Linked DNA regions of Mus musculus: regions 1 and 2 are each linked to region 3. Evidence: chromatin contacts called from public HiChIP or PLAC-seq and Micro-C data. All regions are on one chromosome and are shown on one strand. Each heading gives the region's core, a stretch centred on a gene start, on an enhancer-like site or on the middle of the called end of the contact. The rest is flanking DNA. Distances are from core to core; before and after follow the strand shown. Region 1 overlaps Ptprs (protein tyrosine phosphatase, receptor type, S). Region 2 holds the start of Znrf4 (zinc and ring finger 4). Region 3 holds the start of Sema6b (sema domain, transmembrane domain (TM), and cytoplasmic domain, (semaphorin) 6B).

What was found. Hi-C and Micro-C count contacts between places; a contact is called where the count stands out from the background. HiChIP or PLAC-seq counts read pairs in DNA pulled down with a chosen protein or histone mark.
Region 1: a contact with region 3 is called in a Micro-C map of embryonic stem cells, with 2.4 times the contacts expected there. The contact joins the enhancer-like site here to the promoter of Sema6b in region 3. A contact is called at or near these places in 1 of 39 promoter capture datasets (embryonic stem cells), 1 of 484 Hi-C or Micro-C datasets (embryonic stem cells), 1 of 115 datasets of contacts at active chromatin or transcription factors (pancreatic cancer cells) and 1 of 9 other capture datasets (adipose tissue).
Region 2: an H3K4me3 HiChIP or PLAC-seq map of bone marrow-derived macrophages shows a contact between it and region 3, with 5 times the contacts expected there. The contact joins the promoter of Znrf4 here to the promoter of Sema6b in region 3. A contact is called at or near these places in 3 of 39 promoter capture datasets (the C10 cell line, embryonic stem cells and pre-B cells), 1 of 15 datasets of contacts at CTCF or cohesin (the NIH/3T3 cell line), 4 of 484 Hi-C or Micro-C datasets (embryonic stem cells and regulatory T cells), 5 of 115 datasets of contacts at active chromatin or transcription factors (bone marrow-derived macrophages, embryonic stem cells, large pre-B cells and 1 more) and 1 of 9 other capture datasets (liver).

Annotation. Positions count from the first base shown.
Region 1 is chr17:56,423,279-56,427,924 of GRCm38.p6, forward strand. Ptprs (protein tyrosine phosphatase, receptor type, S) reads right to left here. Exons shown (of 33, transcript NM_011218.2): 13 at 3,109-3,226; 14 at 2,049-2,648; 15 at 1,602-1,699; 16 at 747-1,000; 17 at 216-309; 18 at 1-120. Among named protein-coding and RNA genes, the nearest start is that of Mir6977, 6.7 kb to the left of the region's middle. Within about 2 kb of position 1,918, at least 220 of the 459 cell types and tissues checked have an H3K27ac peak or open chromatin away from gene starts, as enhancers often do. A contact at or near this core is called in embryonic stem cells, where this site is marked.
Region 2 is chr17:56,510,174-56,515,120 of GRCm38.p6, forward strand. It overlaps Znrf4 (zinc and ring finger 4), which reads right to left and starts at 2,310. Exons shown (of 1, transcript NM_011483.2): 1 at 1,075-2,310. The coding sequence starts at 2,132. The coding sequence ends at 1,149.
Region 3 is chr17:56,138,680-56,143,176 of GRCm38.p6, forward strand. It overlaps Sema6b (sema domain, transmembrane domain (TM), and cytoplasmic domain, (semaphorin) 6B), which reads right to left and starts at 1,664. Exons shown (of 17, transcript NM_001130456.1): 1 at 1,535-1,664.

The DNA of each region.
Region 1 (4,646 bases), core at 668-3,167, 280 kb after region 3:
CCCAGGATGGAAGACAGCTGGCAGGATGGAGAATCGAGCGGCGATGTAGGGCCGAGGCACCTCCAGCTGTCTGGAGTGGCGCAGGCTGCGCCTCTGCAGCCGGGAGATGTCCTGGATGAGCTGCAGAAAGAGTGTCACAGGCCTCAGCGCTCCTAGGGGAGACGGGCGTCACAGCCTGGCTGTGTGCAGGCCCCATGGAGACGGGGTGGCCTTACCTCCTCCAGATCCATGTCCTCTGGACTACCTAGTAGGACAGGGAACTGGCCACCTCGAGACTTCCGAAGTGGGACCATCACAATGAAGTAGTTCCTGTGGGTAGAGTTTCAGTGACACCCGTGTCCCAATCCCAACCCCTTGCAGTAACACGCCTCTACGTCCCAGTTCTTAGCTATCTGCCTTCTGCCTACTTCATGGCGTGCCAGATCTCAGTGTCCTGTGCATCCCTCAAAGCCCACGTGATCTTACGCCCTTTCCCCGCCTCCCAGGAAGCCCCTTGAGGTCCTCACTGCAGACTCCTAGCTAGGCCTCCCCGCTAGCCTGAAGCACAGACCAGAATCTTTTCGGGGGCTAAAGGTCGCCCAGTGAAGGGTCAGGCTTTATGGGGACAGTCGCATGAGGCAGGTTCACGTGACCCTTATCTCAGTAAGTGTGCAAATGGGGTCACAGAAGGGATGTGTGGCTCGATGCAGTCACATAGTGGGTTGACAGCTACAGGGACAGGTATGGGGGGAGGGGGGTTAGCATACTGCACGGTCACAGGACTCTGGCCATCAGGCAGGTAGACCACGATGAAACCGTCATTGTCGGGCTTCGGGGCGACGCTAGGCTTGCCACTGAGCATGTTAAAGGCGGTCCTGGCAGTGACCGTCTGCTGCAGGCCCCCCAGGCTGCTGCCACGGTTGGTGAGCACGAAATTATAGAAGGTGTGTGGCTTGAGGTGTGTGATCAGCTTCTTGGTCGTGCGGCCGTCCACATCCAGGGTGAGCCCATTGTACTGAATCTGTAGGCAGAGCTGGCTCAGCAAGAAATGGGCCGGGGCCTAGCAACCCCAGCAGAGCTGCAACCTCAGGCTGCCTGTCCTGGACCAATCCTGACTGAGCCTCACTTCTGGATGAACCATCTGACTGAACCTAAACCCAAACTTAGCTCCTGAGTTCTAATTCAGTACAGAGCTGACTGAGCTCCAGTCCAAAAATAACCTTCAGGTCCAACTAAGCCTTGATCCCTGATTGACCTTCAAACATGGCAAAGCCCTGGAGTTAGGCTCAGGAACAACTGACTGTTCGAGGAGGTCCCTTAACTCTAGCTTCTGACCAAGACTGAACAACATACTAAATCCTGGCTTTGGCCAGAACCCCAGCTCTGAGTGCCAGTCCTGACTAGGCTTCAACTTGACTGAGCCTTGATCCCAGGTTCAGTAGCAACCCTGACAGACCCTGATCCAGCTGTGATTAATCGTAGACTGCGCCTCAATCTCAGACTAAACTGTGAAATCTAAGTATCATCGAATCCTGATCTGGGGTGGCCTTGACTGTGCCCAATCTCCCTCAGGCTCCCAGATTTTACCTCCCGCCCCGCCCCTTCCTCCACTGTTGTAGTACCTTGTAGGGTGTGGGTGAGTTATAGTTGTCGGGGAACTCCCAGCTCAGCAGCACTGAAGTCTTCATGATCATCTTCACCTTGAAGTTCTTTGGGGAGACTGAGGGCGGCGGCAAGCAGGGAGAGAGAGAAAGATGGCCCAGTAAGAACCGGGCGCTGGCTAAGGGGCGCGTGGGGCGGCCCCTGTTGTCCCTGTGGTCCGCTGTGCCCTCGGCCTTCCTGCCTGGCCCGGCCCTGCCTGCCCTGTCCCCAGTGCCTGCTGCTGCTGCTGCAGAGACGGCGCGGCTGCGGAGAAAAGCGGGAGGGGCGTAGCAATGGGCGTGGCCTCCAAGCCGCATCCCACCTGTGCCTGCCGACCGACCGACTGGAGCCTCGGGCGCCTGGGCTGAGTCTGGAGGCCGAGACTTACCTGTGGGGAGGGGCGGGCCGGGGCCCGGGGCGGCGCCTACCTGGGTCCCGCGCGAGCCTGTAGCGCAGCGGGGGTGAGAAGGGGCCCGGGCCGCGACGCGTGTGTGCGCGCACGCGTAACTCGTAGGCCGTCTCCGGCCGCAGCCCTCGCAGCGTGAGCGCTGTCTCGGCCCCCGGCTGGGCGGCCGCCGCCAGCTCCGTCTCGGTCGCGGGCCCAGGGGCGCCGGCCTCCCGCACGGACACCGTGTACTTGATGATGGCGCCGTTGCGCTCGGCGGGCACGGGTGGCAGCCAGCGCAGTAGCACGGAGCCCGCGGACACGTTGCCCGCGGCGCCCAAGATCTGCGGGAAGCCGCGCGGAGCGTCCTCGGGGATGCTCAGCGCTGCCGCGGCCTCCTCGCCCAACCCCGCGCGGCCCCGCGCTGCCAGCCGGAACACATAGGTGGCGCCCTTGTGTGCAGGCGCCGCGAACCGCCGCTCCCACGCAGCCAGCTCCAACGTGGCCGGGGCCGCGTCTTCGCGCCCAAACTGCAGGCGGTAGCCAAGCACCGGGTCCTCGGCCGCGTCCGCGGGGGGCTCCCAGCGCGCCAGCAGGCTGCCCTCGGGGGTCTGCTGCACCGACAGGGTGGGGCGGCCCAGCACTGTGGAGGGAGAAACAGCTGCCCTGCCACGTTTCTCCAAACCCCAAAGGCAGCCCCTCACTGAGGGATTTCTGCGCAGGGACCCACCCTTGACCACACTCCCAGTCCTTAAGGTCTAGTTTTTAAAGGTACATTTTAGGAAGGACTTCCTTTAAGCAAAGACTTGGATTCCCTGTGAGGCACATGGACCTATTTTGGGCTACCTTTAAGCTTGACTCCCACTTTGCAGCTGAGAGGAGACAGCCAAATGAGTATAGTGTCTGGTGAGAGGGAGTGACTTGGGCAGAGATGGATATCAGGGCCAGCAGTGCCTGGCCTCTGGAACCTCTGAAAAGGGCCCATGTCTTTCCTGTTTTGGGTCCACCTGGCTGGTGCGTCTTAAAACCACTCTGGCTTGAGAATCATGGGAAATGCTCTTGGCCTTGTGGAGCCAGAGGCTGTGCAGTGGATAGGTATCTACCTGCTCCCTTGGTCACCACCACCTTCGGTTTGCTGCGAGCGCCATCGCCTTTCATGGTATACGCGGCTACTGTGATAGAGTAAGCAGTCTCAGGCTGGAGGTTCGTTATCACCATTTCCTGTGGGTGGGATGGGTGGGCACGGTCAGCAATGGTGCCAGCCCTGCTCACCTTCTCCCCTAAGAAAGTCACAAGAGATGATGCCTCCAGTCCACAGGCAACATGCTGGTGAGCTCATGCACAGGCTGCAACATGCAGTGTCCACACTCCTGTCAGAAACACACAAGCTGGGCACACAGCCACCACCAGGTCCCCTGCTCCTATACCCAGGGCAATAGCCATCAGAGAGCATCCCGATCAGAATCATTCCTCCAAGGCGCCCACCTTCTCTGGAGTCAGGTCAATTCTCTATAGTCCACCAGACCCTGCTCATCTGCTGCCCCGCTCTCCTTCCTCCCTCTCTGCTTCTCAAAGGCACTGCACTCCAGCTACAGGGGGGTCCTGGGTGTTTCTCTAACATCCCAGGCCCCATCCTACCCCAGGGCTTGGCTTCCCCCTGAACCCACTGGATTATCAGAGCTGCCCACAACCAACTTGAGAAATTCAACAGTTAACCCTATCTGGAATCTGAAAGCCAGTTATGAAACAGCCATCTAATGTTAAGATGCAAGCTGCAAACTTAAAATGGAATAACTCTGAGAAGAGAGGCAGGATGGAGAGGTGCGGGCCACGACTCAAGCCAGCCCTGAAATTCTAAGGTGAAGATTGGGGTGTCAGGCTAATCCTGTCTCCGATCAAATCCCGAAGCAATAAGCCTCTGCCTTCCTACTGTGCTGACCACCCCATGCTTGGTGCTTGCCCCTATACAGGTAATAGTGTGACTCCATGTTGGGGCACAGTTTGTTTACACTGTACCCCAGGCAGCAGATGTTCAAGCACACTAGGTCCTGATGCCCACCTGGGTGGCTCTGGTCAACACACACAACACACACACGCACGCACGCACGCACGCACGCACGCGCGCGCGCGCTCGTGCCTGGCAGTACAGAAATTCTCAGGAACACAGGAGTGGAGGGAGGAGACAGAAACAGGCAGGAAAGAAAGAGGGTCTCCCTTTGGGGCATGAAACCCCTGTAGGGCACAGGCCAGGTTAGTGGCAACTCTGGACCTTGTACAGAGCCTCTGTGTCTCCTGTCAAACGGACTCAGAGCAGCAGAGAGACAGGCAGTGTCTTGCTTGAGGACACAGTGCAAATTCACCCTGCTCTAGAGCCACCTCTGACAGCTGTCCTTCCCGACCCTAGGTCCATCAGAAGCTATGGAGGGCACGCAAGGACACAGGTGGGGAGACCACAGGCATGCAGAATGCACAGAGAGGACAGCAGAATGGCCTGGAAAACTACTTACATATTCGGCAGTGTCGTCCATCTCCCACTGAGCGGGAGGCGGTGGAGGGAGAGAGAGGAGGGAAGTGAGAGGGGAGCCAGCAGCGGAGTGGGGAGCAGAGAGGAGACAGTGCCCAGGCACCCCTGCCACCCCAG
Region 2 (4,947 bases), core at 1,060-3,559, 370 kb after region 3:
CTTTGCACAGGCCCAGATCCCCGAGGGCCCCCGCAGCCTGCTCTCCTGATCTTTGTGCCCCGGCCTGGGGATCCTCGAGACTGAAGCCGGGGTCCCCGCTCCTTGCATAGACCGACGGTTGTCTAGTTAACCCATGACTGGAGTTCAAATTCGGGTCCCTTCTGCCTCTACTGCCCTGTTCCAGCCCGCAGCCTCGCAGGAGCCCTGAAGACTACAGCCCCCCGCCAGCGCCTTGTCACCATGGCCAGAGCGCTCTGCAGAGCCTCAGTTTCCCCCTTTGCTCCTCCGCGGGCGAACACTGATAGCGCCGCCTGAAAGGCCCCCGCAGGAACCGGGGTGCGGAACTGGCACGGGCGCCCCGGCAGCTGAGACTCTTGGAAGCCGGTGGCAGCCGGAGGCGTCTGGACACAAGCCCGGGCCCTGGTGCAGGGCAGAGAGGCTGCGACAAAAAACAGAAACCCCCACTTACAAAAAAGGGAACCCCGTGTGCACTTATCAAGCGCCTGCTGTATGTAGAGGCCACTGCACATCCCCAGCCTCCAAGGACAGTGGCCTTGTCCACCGTAGGGGCTTCTTCATCACTCCTGACAACTGGGCAGTTAGTCACTTAGTCAACAAATGCTGAACGCTCACCGAGGTCTTTGCACATACTGAAAATCAGAGTCATCCTTAGACTAGTGGGGCAGGTATCGCTGCCGAGCCCGTTTAACAGATGGGAAAACTAAGGCTCAGAGGCGCGAGACAGTGTGGACCGTCTGGCCTGAGTCGCAAGCCCCTGGGGCAGGACGGGTGCGGGAGTGTGGGAGTTGAAAACGAGACTGGACAAACACTGGACGGCGCGGGGCGTAGTTATGCTGGCCCCCAGCGTGGCCATGCTGGGGGAGGGGGGCAGGGCTATGCTGAGGCGAGGTTTGGACTGGGCAAGGCTATGCTGGGGTCGGGAGAAGATGGCGTGATTGTGTTGTGGTGGGCAGGCGGGGTCTGCTTCGTGGGCGAGGTTTGGCATGGCTACACAGAGGCCGTGTCCAGCTCCACTGGTTCCTTCAACGCAGTGCAGGAAAGCGGGAAACTATCCAGATTCAAACACGCTTTATTGGGCACCCCCAACCTCCCCTGCCTGGTTTCCGCCCTTCCCGCGTCAGTTGGGGTCAGGAGAGCTCGGAAGTCGCTTCTGACTGCGCCACGTTCTCCGCCACCCCCAGAGACGTGGTGCTGCTGCAGCGACGGCAGGGGACTGTCCGGGCTAGCAGCTCGAGCCTGCGGGAGCGCAGCCGGGCCTGGATGGCCCAGATGGGCGGGCGGTGTCCGGGGAGGGGTGGTTCCTCGCCGCCTACGCTGCCGTCCGTGGAACCGTCGTGAGTGCTGGCCACTGACTGTTTGCACAGGGGGCATGAACGCTGCGCGGCGCGCGAGAACCAGGGGTCGATGCAGCGACAGTGGTACGCATGTGCGCAAGGCAGGATCTTGAGCCGTTCCCCCTCCTCGTAGTCGTCCAGGCAGATGGCGCACAGGTCGCTGAGGCGCGTGAACGTGCGCACCTGTGCCTTCTGGCATGTCTGCGTCTTCACCGCGGTGCCCCGGCTACCCAAGCCCCGGACCCACGGCCACAGCTGCCGCAGCACGAACAGCGTAGATGCGGCCAGGGCCAGGGCTCGGGCGAGCGCCCAGGATGCAACCACTACAGGGTGACACTCGGGGTCGGGGCAGGGTTCCGCGTGAGGCAGCAGCACGCGGGCTGGCTGGTCGCAGCGTACGGTCACCTCCAAGTCCTCAAACTCGCGCAGCTGCCCTGGGGCCTCAGGGCCCACTGAGGCTGCTGTGGCTCCAGCTCTCTGTGCTCGCCGCCCTGTTTGCTCCCAGGAGCAGCCCAGGGGCCGGACCAGCACTAGTGGGTCCAGTGAGTGGTTGTCGGGCCAGGGGCCCTCGATGGCGTGGCAGGCGTCGGCCGGCCGGGCCACCAGCAGGTATCCGCGTGCCCTCTTGGGGTCCACAGGAACCCCAAGCAGCGCCGGGAGGTCCAAGAAGTCCACAGAGCTCAAGTTAACCTGAGCGTCCGTGGGCGACAGGGACAGGACCAGCCAGAAAGTCACCAGGGCCACTGGGGCTACCCGGGTCCACGCAAACCGCGCCATGGCAGTCCCTACCTCCGGCTCCCGAGCTCCGATGAGTCCCTGGTGGGACGGTACTGAAGCCCCTCGGGCATCTCCGGAGCCACGCGGGGATCCCGTGGCCGGGTGGGAGCGGCGCCTACTGTGGCCGAACTCGGGGGCCTCAAGCGGAAGAGGCTCCCGGCGACAGTTCAGCCCACATGATGTCCAGGAGACAAGTTCTGAGGATGACACCTCGGGGTTCTGGACGCTTCCGACCTTTATGACGTCATTGTCATAAATCCCTTTGGCTGTTGCAGACTGGTGGCTGGTGGAGCATTACTTGATCCCTGACTTAGGTCATTCCCAGAGGAGCCCAGGTCATTCGCCTCATTTGATGTCAGTTCATGAACAGGGAAACTGAGTCTAACTTGGCATCTGAGCACAACAGTAGACTTCAGGCATAGGATTCCCGTTGACAGAGCAGCCTCTCACCACCCCAGGGAAGCAGAATGCTGTTGCTCCCGTCAGCTGTGGGCTTGTGGCGTGGCCATACGGACTCGGGGCTCCGATTGGCTGGGCTCATCTCAGTATGCCTACCCCAGAGGACAAATAAAACTCAAGAAGAGATAGGAACTTGTATTTTGGTAAGGGGATCCACCCTCCCAAAACTCACACAGACTGAGGAACTCCCTTCCCCTCCCCAACCTGATACCATGGAGATACCTGGATCCATTCTCTCCTGTCTGGACAGGTCCTCATCATGTGCAGTGTCATTTTGTAGCTCTGAACTGTGGATGCAGTAACAATTGAGGACTATTATGCTAGTGAGGAGATCAAGGAAACAACTACAAGGATTCTTTGCCTTCCTTGAACTAGATGCCTGGCATCTTGCTCAGTGCCATCTCTGTATCTCTACTGTGCCACCCTCAGAAAGGCCTTGCCCCCTCTGAACCTTGCTCCCCAATTCCTTGTGGCCAATCAGGGCTCTCGTATTGTTTGGTGTGACTAGTGCTCCCGCCATAATCAGCTGTGACTGAAGTTCAGAGGCAGGGACATGCGCTGTCTCTGCTTGGGTGCAAAGGAAGTGGGACTCAGTTCTTTTCCAGCATCACTGTCCTTCGGATTCCCAGGTCAGTCCCCAGACTATGACTAAAGACCTGACATGGTCTGGTTAGAGGGAAGGTCCTGGTTTTGCTGGGTTATTGTTCTCTGTTTTCTTTCTTTCTTCCTTTCTCTCTCTCTCTCTCTCTCTCTCTCTCTCTCTCTCTCTCTTTCCTTCTTTCTTTCTTTCTTTCTTTCTTTCCTCCTTTCTTTCTTTCTTTCTTTCTTTTTTTTTTTTTTTTGGTTTTTTGGTTTTTTGGTTTTTCGAGACAGGGTTTCTCTGTGTAGCCCTGGCTGTCTTTGAACTCACTTTGTAGACCAAGCTGGCCTCAAACTCAGAAATCTGCCTGCCTCTGCCTCCTGAGTGCTGGGATTAAAGGCGTGTGCCACCACACCCGGCTCTCTGTTTTCTTGAGACAAGTGCTCATCATGTAGCCCAGGCTGGCCTGGAATTCATGGAGATCCTCCTGCCTCTGCCTCCCTAGTGCCGGGTTTTCTCTGGCTCACACATCACAAAGGTTTGGGATGACTCAGGCTCCACCACAGGAGGACATATGGAGCACCAAATGCATATCAGGCCCAAGGCCTGCTCCATGACCCCTGTCAGTCACTCTGTCCTTGCCATCTCTCTGGATGCTGTAACCCAGGTGACCATGAACCCAAAGCATCCTCTTGCCTCACACTCCTGCAGACCTATGGAAGCTGAGACTGATCCTGGAGCCTCTGGCCTCCCCCAACCTCCCTTTCTGAGACAGGGCTTTGCTGATTGGCTGGGCTGCCCTAAAGGCCAGGGACCTCAGATCTGGGTTTGGGTTCTGGGGATTCAAACCCAGGTCCCAGCACTTGCTGTGTGCCAGGACATGTGGGCGCTCACAGACTTCAGATAAAACAAATTGCTCCTGGGAACATAGTCAGGCTACCTGATCCTCCCCCACCCCCACCCCCACCCCCATTGCTCATCACCAGGGGGCTTCAACCTCACATGTTATTAGGCACCTACAGTTTGCAGACATGTAGGCCCAGAGGACCAGTAGCCACAACAGTTACCAAGAGGCAACAGAAACAGGTCCCCAGAGAGGAAGAACATGGAGATGATGAGAAATGGAGGCAGAAATCTGCAGAGGGACTGAGTCCTGGGTGAAGACAAATTGTTAGAGCCTCAATTGAGACACTCAGGAAGTGTGAAGATGTAGAAAGGTCCTGGGATATTCAGCCCACCAGTACCAAAAGGGCAGTGAATCTCTTGCATTCCAGCACTGGGAGAGTGGAGGCAGGAGGATTGCTCTGAGTTCTAGACCAGTCTGGACTGCAGATGAAGACCCTGTGAAAGAAAAATCAGGTAACTTCCTGGTGAAGTGGGAACACAGCTGCTTGGCTATCTGGCTGTCCAGCTGGGGTCCGTGTGGTGAGGGGAAGGGGTACCCACAACCTGAGTGTTAGTTCCTCTAAGTTTAGAATTATTTCACAACAAAACATTTTAAATCCAGAAATTTTAGAAAAAACAAAAACTGTGGAGGTGGGAGAGGGTGGGAACAGACAGACACAGAATGGAATGCGGAGGGCAGAGAACGTGGCAATCATAGAGAAAAATATCCGGGAGTCAGCAAGGTGGGGTAACATAGTCCCCGAAGTGACATCACTTCTACCCTATTCTATTGGTCAGAAGCATTCACACTCCAGTTCACACTCACAGGGAGGGGACTGCGCACGGGGAGTGAACACCAGGAACTAGGTGCCACAGAGGCCATCGAGGGAC
Region 3 (4,497 bases), core at 414-2,913:
TGAGACACCCAGAGCCACCCTCAGAAGGCACAGGGACTCGCATTTCAGTTCATGGAAAGAGCAGAGCTCCCTCTCTTGCTGTGGAACTCAGGGCCTCACAATACAGGAAAGCCCCAATTGGCGCTCAGTGCCTCAGTTTCCCCACCTCCTCCAGCCACCGTACCATTGCTGATGGACACAAATACAAGATGCAAGACACCCCCAGACTGCCGTCTACCAAGTGGAGAGCAGTGGCCACCCAGCCAGAAGGCCAGGCCAGACAACATTAGGCCATGTCTAGGTCCAGGCCTTGAACCTCAAACCTCTCCCACTTCTAACCTCTGTAAATAGCCCGCAGGCAATCGTGCACCCTGAAAATCAGCCAGAAAACCCGAGTCCAAGATACAGAGAAAGAAAGGCACGTTGTAACCAGGCAGAGGCGCTCTGGCAAGTCCCTCCAGCCATTCTGTCCCCAGGGCCACCCTCCTCCACCCAAAGCTTGTTGGCCTGCAATATTGGGGTTCCCAACTCCATCACATTCAGTTTGGGATTGGGGCATCGAGCAGGTAAAAAATAAGAAGTTGGGGGTGACACAGACGTCAGGCAGTGTGACACAGACCTGCCAGGGTCCCGGAGACCTGGAGAGCAACACAGACCTCAGATGGGGAGCAACACAGACCTCAGGCAGGTGACAGAGACCTGGGAACCTCAGATGAGAGTGACACCGACCTTAGGCGGCGGGGGTTGGGGGTTCAGTGACAGAGACCAGGCAGAGAGGACCTGGGACCCAGGAGTCCCTCCCGACCTCAGGGCTGTTGTAGGCCTAGAATTCACCATCTGAGGCCAAGGTGGGGGGTTCGGCCTGGCAGCAGCCCTGGGGAGGCGCCCCAAAGTCGGCAGTGGAGAGCAGAATGGGGCACGTGACCCCCGCTCCAGGGACCAATCAGCACCGCGGTCGGCCAGGGGGGCCACGGTGGCACCCACCCCGCGCGGCTGCCAGAGACGCTCCTTTGTCCCATTGTCAGGCTTTGGGGGGGGGGGCTGGCAGCCCAGCTTAGGGCTGTGCTGCAGCGGGGGCGTTGGCCGCGGACTGCCCCCCCCCCATGTCAGTTGCGCGGCCGGCGAAGACCAGCCGGTACCCAAGAGCTTGGGGACAGCTGGTGCACAGGGCCGCGTGGGGACCCACGAAAGGTCGCGGCTATGTGTCCCGCCCCCTCCCCCGCCCCCATCAGTAGGCCGTCACCCCAATAATTCGAAGCCACTGTCAGTGCCCCGGCGCGATGAGCCGGGGCCTTGGCTGCAATCCCCGCCCGCTGCGCAGCCCGTTAGCCCCGCCCAGGGCGCTGGAGCTGCGACCGCACGCGGGGGGCCCCCCAAGCCAGTGCCGCTGCACGAGGCGCCCGCGCCCTGTGCGCGCCTGGTGCGTGCATGCCCACTGCATCTGTCCCTGCATCTGTCCCTGCGTCTGTCCCTGCGTCCGTCCCTGCGTCCGTCGCCGCATCTGTCCCCCGTGCATCTGTCCAAGGTGCGTCCCCGCGTCCGTCCCTGCACTCACCTCCAGCGCAGGCCGAGCACCTGCTCGGCTCGGCCCCGGCCCCGGCCCCGCAGCGTCTCAGCCCGGGCTCCCACGCGCGGGCGGCTCCCGCGGGGGCGCAGCGCGGTGTCCCGGCCGGGGCCGCATCTCTGCCGCCGCCGCTGCGACTCGCAGCTCCGCCACCTCCGCCCCCAGCGCCCGAGCTCGGAGCTTCGCAAAACCCGGAGCAGACCACCAAGGAGCGGAGCACGGACGGGAGGGGGCGCCTCCACCATCCTTGGCCTCAGTTTCCCTTTCTCTGCCTCCCACTTCTCTCTACTGGGGTGGTTCTGAAGACCACCGACTCCCGCACTGAGCTGGGCGCTGTTCTGACTCTGGGCATCTCCAGTATACCGTAGGCACTCCATAGATGTTTTCTGGTATATTCTAGTGAATTCCCAATTCATCTGACCAGTCACCCACACACAGGAACCTCATGGACGTGGTCCCACGGTCCTGGTGGCTCATGACATCATTGAGTCAAACCACCAAGGTCTCATTTTTTATTTATAATGATTGATTGACTAAGACAGACTCTCCTGGGGAGTCTAGGCTAAAGGCCTGCCCCAGCACGCCGCCAACACTCACTTTCTGAGGGACATTGGGACAGCAAGATATCTCTTTCCATGCCTCAGTTTCCCTCTGTCCAAAGCCCCTCCTCATCCCAGCCATGACGCTGAATGAAAACCTCTTTCCGATTGGGCTAGGCATTGCCTCAGAATACAGTAAGTATACTGATGGCACCTCCAGTATACAGTAAGCACCACACAACTGCTTTTGTAATTGTGTGTGGAGTTGAATCCTGCTCACAGGGTCGCCCTGAAGCCCATCCAGCTGAGGACACTCAACCAAAGGTTGGGACTGTGAGCTGCCCGGGACAGCCAAATCTGTGGGTGTCAGGATTTTAACTCTGACCTGTGCACACCCTGAGGGGCTGGAGCAGACTCCTTGGTGTCACCACTGTGGCGACAGGCTGAGACCTCACTGTGGCCCATCAGCTTTGCCGCATATCAGCCAGACACAGCTTCTGTGGAGAAACTGAGGCAGAAGATGAAGCCAGTTCTCAGCCTACTCTGCTTGGCCTATGAACCAATTTGTCCGGCAAACATTTATTGAGCGCAGCTCTAACAATGTTTTTCGGCCCAGGGGGGCGTCGGGGGGAATGGGAGGGTGGCTGCCAAGGTGACCAGTGGCTGCAAAAGTCAAGGTGCAGAGGGCTCAGTGGCTGCTGGGGGTGGCAGAGGGGGAGGGGGGACACCGGGCCCCTGAAGGCTCACGGGTGGATTTGGCAGGGAGTGCAAGGCAGAGTGGGGGTGCAGGGATGGCCTGTCCCCAGGGAGACCTGTCTGAACAAAGGCCCCATGGTCATGAATGACGCCTCTTTCACAGACCGGCCTGGAGGTCAAGTCGCCCTCCCCCAGCCGGCTCCAGCCGGTCTAGGAGCTGACCTGATAGCCATGGAGAGTCAAGAAGACAGGACCTTGTCTGAGTCCTCCAGAGTTAGCCCCAGCACCCCTTTCCTCAGCTGTGAGGCTCCAGGAAGATCCCGCCCCCTGGGCCTCAGTTTCCCTTGCTTCCGCCAGCGCTGCGTTCTCGCCCTGCTCCAGGCGGTAGAGATTCCAGTACGGATTTTGGGGACGCCCGAGGCTACCGACACCTTGTGCACGGCCGGTTTGCGGCCCAGGGGTGCGAGGGGGTCTAGGGAGACCGCAGGAGGGACAGTCGGCCTCAAAGACTCTGGACGGGGGAGGCTGGGTCCGGGCACAGCGAAGAAGACTCGCTCTGGCTGCCTCTTGCTCCTGCGAATCTGAGGCTTCTCTGCCCTGCTTGCTGTGTGACGCCAGGCAGCTCTCTGACCCTCTCTGGGCCCACTTGGAGCCGGGCAACCAACTTGCAACGGGCCACCTGGGTCCCTATCCCGGCAGTTCCCTGCCTCAGTTTCCCTCTCTATGCCAGGCGCTCATAGAGTCCAAGCTTGAGATGGTGGGAGGGTCATCTATACTCCACTGTACTCAGTATCACTCCGGGTCCAGGATGTGACCAGGGAATCCCCCGGGGCTGCTCAAAGGGTAGCTGTGATTGGCTGAGGCCTCCCGTGACGTCAGACGCTCCTGAAGCCCCTTCCCCACAAGAGGCACGTGGGGGGGCGATGGCCACTGGGGAGGGGCTCAGGGTCGGGTGGATTGGGGTGTCCCCCAGCCCGAGGTGGCAGCTGAGAGGCGCAGACGCGAGTTTGCGCGTCCCCCAGTCCCCTCGCCGTCCCCCCCGGGGGGGGGGGGGGGGCTGCAGCTGCTCGGGCGACAGATGCACTGCTCAGTCCACCCAGCTGGTCTCCGGAGCTTACTGCTGCCTGGGATGGGGGAGGGATGCTGCGTGCTCTGACCCTTTCTCTTCCCTGTCCTTTGACCCCTGGGGTGGGGGAGTCCTCTCAGGGTCCCTCCCTTAAACCCCAGGCCCCTCCTGGGGGTTTTCTCAATGTTGGGAGAGTGGCAGGGGTGTGATGCTGAAGAAGGCGCATGTCCACAACTCGAGGCCACGAGCAATCCTCGGAAAACACAGGAAATGCAACCAACAAAATAACAAAACAATCCCCTCTGGGGTGACAGACTCCTAAGGATGATGAGGGGCCTATATAAGGCACCTGCTGTATGCAGCTCCTGGATTCCTGAACATAGCTATTTCTACCCTCTAAGTGAGAAAATTGAGACCCTGGGGACCTGGGTTAGCTGATGAGTCCACGGGGTGGGGTGACGATTAAACATAGTGTACTTGTGAATTGGCCCTGCTCTACCCCCGGCCCTTCATCCCCAGAGGCCCCAGCTCCTGACCCCCCCCCCCCACCTCTCTGTCTTTCTGCTGAGCCACACAGGGCCTGCCTTTATCTTTTATTTTGTCTAGAGTCTATTCCCACCCAAGGACAGGGCCCAGGTACCTGGGACACAGCA